2 separate regions of the Ovis aries genome follow, and region 2 is linked to region 1. Evidence: chromatin contacts called from public Hi-C data. All regions are on one chromosome and are shown on one strand. The core of a region is the stretch at or near the end of the contact, and the rest is flanking DNA. Distances in the headings are between cores, read along the strand shown. Region 1 holds the start of CNPY2 (canopy FGF signaling regulator 2). Region 2 holds the start of ESYT1 (extended synaptotagmin 1).

What was found. Hi-C and Micro-C count contacts between places; a contact is called where the count stands out from the background.
Region 2: a contact with region 1 is called in a Hi-C map of liver, with 3 times the contacts expected there. The contact joins the promoter of ESYT1 here to the promoter of CNPY2 in region 1. A contact is called at or near these places in 4 of 16 Hi-C or Micro-C datasets (liver, muscle, skin fibroblasts and 1 more).

What each region holds. Positions count from the first base shown.
Region 1 is chr3:163,247,506-163,251,532 of ARS-UI_Ramb_v3.0, reverse strand. CNPY2 (canopy FGF signaling regulator 2) reads right to left here and starts at 2,004. Exons shown (of 6, transcript XM_004006583.5): 1 at 1,754-2,004; 2 at 1,007-1,119; 3 at 751-866. The coding sequence starts at 1,094.
Region 2 is chr3:163,411,659-163,415,685 of ARS-UI_Ramb_v3.0, reverse strand. ESYT1 (extended synaptotagmin 1) reads left to right here and starts at 2,374. Exons shown (of 31, transcript XM_004006594.6): 1 at 2,374-2,828. The coding sequence starts at 2,433. LOC121819276 (a long non-coding RNA gene) reads right to left here. Exons shown (of 3, transcript XR_009599954.1): 1 at 2,142-4,027; 2 at 1-666.

The sequences.
Region 1 (4,027 bases), core at 755-3,254:
AGAGTCAGATACAACTTAGCAACTAAAGAACAAAGTCCATTCAAATATGTGATCTTATTTTACCTCATTATACAAGCCTAAAAAATAAAATAGGTATCTTTCCAAATTATAGATAAATGACCTCTTTGATTAACCCTGGTCACTATGTGTTCTCTTCCTTTGAATTTCTTTAATTCTTATGGCTGTAAGGTTTGTTTTTTTTTTTTTGGTATTAAAATGAGGCTAATACCTGCCCTTAAAACCAGAGCATTAGACAGTTGCATGCAGTCAGATAGATAAGTTGCTTCAGTCAGATAGTGTAGGCTTTGAAGATAACTACTAAAGCATTTCAAAAGCATCATAACCTTAACATTTCCCAAATACTCACTAGGTACAGCTTTCTGTCTGTGTGTATTGTTTTCTACTAAAACAAATTTCCTAAATATATAGATAAGACCTATATATATATATATATATATTTTGAATGAATGAATGTATGTATACCATACTGTCATAGTGAAAACACAAGTCACATGGATTAAGGATATGGAAAAGGGGGCTGATATGGAAAAGGTTCTCTGTCTGCTAACAACTTCTACAACTTCTACAAAGTATTAGGATTTCTGGGGTATTAGGGAGCCAGGGAAGCAAATGTATGGGATACAAGCCTTCAGCCTCTTCCAAATGAAACAGCCCAATCTTTTAGATATCTCATTAGTTGAGTTCTCATTCAAAGTTAGAGTGAGCTATTTGGGGGAACAGTCAAATTACCTCCACCACTGACTGGCTGCCATCTGGATTGATTCGGAAAGAGCCCATTTGAATGGTCTTCTTGGGATCCACCTGGGCAATTTCCCACTCAAGTTCATCCACCAGAGCCCTGCAAGCTGATGCAAGGGGAGAGGGGGAGAAAGGAATCAACCTGGGGCTTCCACTCATCCTTTTCCCAGGCCTTGGATCCCATCCTCTCCAAGGCTCTATCTTCCCCATCCCACCCTGCTTCCTCCCATTTCTTCTGTGCCTTTACCTCCACAGTGTAGATCCTGGCTCCTCCGGGCCCAGGCAGTTCCCAACAGGGCCCCCAGAAGCAGGGCCAGCCAACCCCAGCCTTTCATCTTTGACGCAATGGGGTTGCTCCACCTGGGTTTGAAGCATAGGTGTGAGATGCCTACTCCATTCCCCTGCCCCGCCCCGCCCCGCCCCGCCCGCCACGACACCCAGTCAGCCTCTAATCCCCGCCACCACCACCCCTCCCCATACCTCATCCCAAGCCTACAAAGGCCTCAGTGTGATCTGACTCTACTTTCCAGGAAATGGCCTGGACACAAAGGGGCTCCTCTGTTCCGGCGCTCGATGTCCCGGAGGCCCCGGGGCAGTGGGTGAGAGAGTGAGCTTGGGACTTGGGTCTTAGTTCCAGATACTACGTCGACAGGTGAGCCCTCAGATGTTGTTACTTAAGCGGTGGCTGCCTAGGATCACAGGGCTATGTGGCAGCCATGGGTTGGTGGCTGGGATTAAGCAAGGACGACAGGCACAGAGGAGCTGCTGGCAAGGAGAGTAGCTGATTCTCGCTAAGAGGTAGCGAGGTGGCTTGCTGGCGAGAAGAGCACTCAATAACTAGGACCTATTTGGACCCAGCACCGAAGATTGCTGCATCCCCACCTCCATCCTATAAGCTATTCCTCCTTGCGCACCAGCCCCTTTCGTAAAGACCCCACCACTGCCTTCGCCCCAGTCCAACCCCGACCCTCAGTGCCACTCGGATCCATCCCACCTCTGCTCCCAGGGCCGCCGCCGTGGCCCAGGCACTGGAAGACAGCCGAACTCTCACTTTAGCTCCCGACCCTAGCACCTGGCTGCGGGGGAGCGGGGCTGTCCAGGCTTCTCCAGAGCGCTCCTGCGCGCTCCAGACACGGGGTGCCCCGGTGACTGCCTGAGCCAGCTCGTCGAGTCCTAAGTGGATTCCTAAGCAGGGCTCAGAGGCGCTACAGTACGCGTCGCACACCGGAGACCGACCCCAAACCCGCCCCTCCGAACTCTCGCGCGAACAGGCAGCTTAGGAGCGGCTCCCAGACAGCAAGGACCCCGGTGGATCGCAGGACCCAGACTTGCGTGGCGAGGAGCTCCACGTGACCATCAGAGGTCAGCCGAAGAATAGGAGTGGCTTGAAGCAGGGTCAGAACCTGACGTCGTGCGCGGAGGCGGTCAGGCTCACACACGCCAATCTAGGTGGGCTCGGACCTTCTAAAAGAAAGGTCTGCGGCTAGCCAGTGAGAATCCCTGGTTTTAATACCCGGGAAACTACATCTCCCAGGAAGCACCACATCACCACTCTGATACTTTGTTAGTAGCTACAGGTTTTATGGTTCCTGGGACCTGTAGTTTGTCAGTTTCTCCAACTCACATTTTACACAAAACGGGGAAACCATACTGTACCTCTTAAAAGAATCCGACCCTAGGGTTCTAGGCAGCGACACCAAAGGCCAACTGCCCAGGAATGACATACTTCTTCAATATCCTGAATTTTGGACTTGAGAATTTTATCTTCATTTCTGGGTGAGACTTTGACTTAGTTTTTTTCCAGTTGTAATATTGGGTTTCCAAAAGAGTTCCTTTGGTTTTTTTCATGTAAGATGTCTGTAGTAGTGCGTGAAAGTGAAGTTGCTTAGTCGTGTCCGACTCTTTGTGACCCTATGGGCAGTAGCCTGCACCAGGCTCCTCCATCCATGGGATTTTCTAGGCAAGAGTACTGGAGTGGGTTGCCATTTCCTGCTTAGTTCATTCGAAGCAATTTTGTTAGATTGTAGTGTGACAGCTGTCATATCAGCATGCACTAAAAATACTTAGCTTAGCAAAATTGGTTCATTTTTGTGTAGCCATTTTACTATTTAAGATGAAAGAAAAAAGCAACATTTTTGGCATATTGCTTTATTATTTCAAGAAAGAAAAAAATGCAACTGAAATGCAAAAAGATGTGTGTTGTGTATGGAGAAGGCGCTGTGATTGATGAAATGTGTCAAAAGTGGTTTGCAAAGATCTCGGCTGGAGACTTCTTGCTGGAGGATGCTCCACAGTTGGGTAGGCCAGTTGAGGTTGATAGCAATCAATCAAGACATTGAGAACAATCAATGTTATACCGCGAGGGAAGACAGCTGACAAACTCAAAATATCCAAATCAGTGAAGATTTTTTAACAGAATCCAAATCAGACATTGAAAATAATTTGCACCAGCTTGGTTATGTTCTGTTGTTTGGTTTCCACATGTGTTAAGTGGAAAAAACAACAACAACAACAAAACATCACCTTCTTGGCTGTATTTCCACATGTGATTCTCTACTAACCCTAACGAAAACATTCAGTATTTCTTTATTTTGGCCACACTTGGAGGCATGCAGAACTTCCCTGGCCAGGGATCGAACCTGCGCCCTTGCAGTGGGAGCACAGTCTTACCCTCTGGACCACGAGGGAAGTTCCAAACCCTTGTTTTTACAACAAATTGTGATGAGCAATGAAAAGTGAATACTGTACAATAACGTGACACAAAAAAGATCATAGCACAAGCAAAATGAATCACCACCAACTACACCAAAGGCTGGTGTATACAAAGAAGGTGAAGTTGTGTGGGATGGGGAGTTCTCTATTATGAGCTCCTTCCAGAAAACCAAACAATTCCAACAAGTACTGCTCCCAGTTAGACCAACTGACAGCAGCACTCAATGAAGTATCCTGAATTAACAGAAAAAACATAGTCTTCCATTAGGATAATGCAAGGCTTTGATGACCAGGCAAAAACTGTTCCAGCTTGGCTGGGAAGTTCCAATGCGTCTGTTGTACTCACCAGACATTGCACCTTCGGATTTCCATTAATTTTGGTCTTCACAAAATTCTCTTAGTGAAAAAAATTTCAATTCTCTGAAAGACTGTACAAGGCACCTGGAACAGTTCTTTGCTCAAAAAGATGAAAAGTTTTGGGAAAATGGAATTATGGAGTTGCTTGAAAAATGGCAGAAGGTAGTGAAACAAAATGGTGGATATGCTGTTCAACCAA
Region 2 (4,027 bases), core at 1,125-3,624, 160 kb before region 1:
GCAGAGAGTTCTAGAAAATAGCTAACGTGAGTACTTAACATAAACCTAGGCACTTTGCTTGTCACTTTACATGCAGTATTTCATTGACACAATGGGCATTATTATTGTACTTGTTTCCCAGAGGAGAAAGGCTTAAAGGTTATCTACCCAAGGTTCCACAACTAGTAAAGAATGGATCCACGAATCTCTTCAGATAGTCTGACTCCAGCTTGGCATAAGATAAGTGCTAATAATAGAGCCATCCAACAATGGGACCACTACCTTCCAGTAACTTGTAAGGAATACAGAGGAAGTTTCCTCAAATTTTGTTGCCACTGCCATCTTGAAGAGTAGTCAGGGACCAGGTTACCATTTCCAACCCTGGGAGGCAGTTGTAATTTACATATAAAGGCAGAATGCAAAACCAGGAAGTCTCAATGCTCTCCTCCCTTAGACACTTCCTCTAACAAATGACCGTCCTTTTCCTGTTACCCACTTACTGCTTATCACCACCAGGTGGCACCTGGGCAGCAGAATTGTCAATGGGTGGGGACCCACCCTGTTTACTTGTTCTGGTGCCTGCATTGCAGCTGCTGATTCTGTGGTTGCTGGGTGGCAGTTGCGAAGAGACCTTCCTGAGGATGAGCTTTTGTTCTCCACACACTGTCTTCAGTAGGAGGGTCTGATCTGGATAGGATGAGAAATGGGAAAAGTTTGGAAAGGAACTTCCGTAAGTCACCCTCTTCATCTCCCAGCCTAAGGGACTCCTTCCCTCTACTCCAGTATTTGGCAAATTTTAGTTTTATTAGAAAGGTTTTCCTCTAAGGATGTTCATCCATTTTCCTGCTGTGGTTCTGTTTCATCAGCTGGTGGGCAGACCAATCATTCTTACTTCCTCCAAGGAATCAGAAATAACCCCTTGAACTCCTTTTATACCTGTTCATCTCAGGATATGGAGAACATAGACAGAAAATTGTTCTTTATACAGTTCTGCAAATTGAAAGAAGCAGTTTAGTTATTGTTTCAGAGAAGTACAGAAAGGGAAGTGAGAAAATTTAAGGGAGGAAGGCTGGGCAGGGATAAGTTTTAAACAGCTTTGATGAAACATAGCCTGATGAAATCTATGCCCTGCAGAGCTAAATAAAAATTTTAACAGCTGCAAATCAAACAGTAACACAAGCCCCACATATATTGCATTAAAAAGTAATCATGGCCAATCCGCTCCTCCTGGGCTTCCAATCAGCCCAGTTTCTAAGTCCCTAGACAACACTTTAAGTCCAGTTAACGGGTAACAAGAGTCCTCATTCAGTGTACCCTGAATTTTTTCATTCCTAAACCTACACAGTGCAGTGTAGCACTGAATTCCACATCTGACTATATTCTAAACCTTCCTTGTAACACAGGCAAATGAGAAACAGAATTGTCTCATTACTCTTGATTATCCATTTTAGTGTCCTAGTGGTTCCTCAAAGTCAGAAATTCTTGGAAAATATAATCACTTCTGCTACAGCTGAGCCCCCATCTCCCTTTGGATCCAGTTTAGTTTTAATCTCTTTAAAATAGAGATGACTAATTCTTGGAGGCAGAATGGACATACTTGGAGATTTCTAAAGATAAAAAAACTTCACTTCCTATTCACCCTGCTTTCCACCTCCTCCCCCCCAACTCCTTGCCTGAAGTCTGAATTATCTAAACTCTACTTTTCAGACTTTCCAGTTTTTTGTTTTCCAGAGGCTGTCATTACATAGACGAGGCAGAAGACTGGGAACAAGATAGGGTAGGTCACTGAACACTTTCATTCCAAATAGGGTAATTTCCTTTCCTTTTGTAAGGACAGCCAGAAAAAAAGTGGAAGGATAAGGAATATGCTTAAAGAATGAAAACAAGGGAAACGAGACAAATTAACACGTAGGAATCCCAGACCAAGTTCTGCCAAATCGTCTGAACAGAGTGGAAGGAAATCCCGACCCTCCATAACCCCTCAACTTCGCTACTCAATCTACCTCTAAAACCGAGTAATTAGCGGTGCGGCTCCGCATGACGTCATACTACAGGCACGCCAATCCCACGTGGGGGAGCTCCTGGTCCCGCCTCTCCGCTTTAAATGGTAGCCACGCCTCCTCCTCTTTTTAACTAATCATATGGTAGTCTTTAGCCTTTACCTCCTTTTCCCGCCATCCCGGGCCGCCCATCTTGACACTCAGGTCCAATCAGGAAGGTCCTGCTTCTCCCGAGCCCTTTCCCCCTCCTCGCGGAAGGGGGCTTTTCGAGCTTTTGACTCCACCTTCGTTTATGCGGTGCGGACCAACCCAAATAGTCAGAACGAAGGGGCGTGGCTTGATATCCCCTCCCCCATTCTGGGGTTTATGGTTTGTAAGCCGGGGAGCTAGTCTCAAAACTAAGCAACCTCTATCTGATCTCTGGGTTGGGCGGGTCCTCCCTGAGGTGGCAGCATGGAGCCCTCTCCTGGAGACGGCTCCAGCCCCAGCCCCAGCCCGGTGGACCAGCCCTACCCTCCCTCCGACCCCCCTGACCAGCCCCCCACTGCTCACGCAAAGCCAGAGCAGAGTTCTGGGGACCAACCTGCTGGCCCAGGAGCGGCGGGTGAGGCCTTGGCGGTGCTGACTTCGTTCGGGCGGCGGTTGCTGGTGCTGGTGCCGGTGTACCTGGCCGGGGCAATGGGACTCAGCGTGGGTTTTGTGCTCTTCGGCCTCGCCCTCTATCTGGGCTGGCGCCGGGTCCGCGAGGAGAAAGAACGGAGCCTTCGAGTCGCGCGGCAGCTGCTGGACGATGAAGAACGGCTTACGGCGAAAACTCTTTACATGAGCCATCGAGAGCTACCTGCCTGGGTGAGCGACCACCTTCAATCCTCAGTGCAGAATAGCCCCCCTTTAGCGCCTCAGTTCGAGGGCTCTCCCTATCTTAAAGTCAGCTCCCCACCTTGGGACGATGAGCCCCAGATTTACCCCTTTGGCCAGCTAGCCGCCTGCTTGCTGGGACGCGCCACTCGTGAGAGCGACTATCCACCCCCTTCCGCACGGCCGGATCCCGATTCTTCCACAAAATCAGGACTTCTTCCTCCACGCTTAGGCAAGAACAGTAATAACATCTGGGAAGCCTGTCTCAGGCGTGGTTCTTCCTCCAACCTACCATTCCAATGCCCCTCCTTGTTTCTGGTGCCATTCACTGTGCTCCTGGGCATCCCCGTTCCGGTGGCGGCTCAGAGGGTTTCCTCCTCTTTCCTGTCTTCCCCAAGACTTTTTTTTTTTTTTAATACCCATTTAAGGCCATAAGGTTTTTCTCCCCTTTCCCGCTCTTATCCTCGAGTACCCTGAGACCCGCCCTGGGAGCATTGACCAGTCGAGGCCCCGCACCTGGACAGACCCTCCGACCCTCTTCTTTTTAGCCTGGGGTGGCTGGGCCATTGAGCAGCGGAGGCGGCTGCTGGACGAAGGGCGGGGGTGCTGGCGGCGGCGGCGGGAGGGGGGGGCGCATGCGACTGCTGCAGTGCCCGCTGCCGACACTCCACGGCCCCTGACCGGCCCCACCCTTTTCCGGACTGCGGGCTGCGCTTGCTGGGTTGAAGCCAGGACCCGTTTTCTTCGCCCCCTCTGCTGTGGTGAGGGGCCCGGATGGCTTCTCTCAGGCCTTGCAGGTGCCCAGGCCGTTACCCAGCCCCTCCCGGGCCCTCCCTTCCCGCTCCTCCCAGCACAGCTGCCCGCCTGGGGGAAATTAAAGTTGACACTTGGCAGACATAGCCATGCTTCCCAGACTCTGAACTAGGGAGGAGAAAGGGGGAGCAATGGTCCCACAGGACTTGGAGCCCAGGCAGCAACTGTTTCTGTTTCTCCTCCTCATCAGAGAAATTAATCTTTGTCCTAAAGCGACTACCCCTCCTCCTTCCCCAGTATAAAGCACAGGTACACTTCCTTTCCATGAAAGGAGTCACACTGATTAAAAAGAAAGAAGACACCAGCCTGGGCCCGAATAGCTCTTCTGGCCCCTCCCTAACTCAGGAGCCGCTTCCTGCATCACCTCTTGGTGTAGA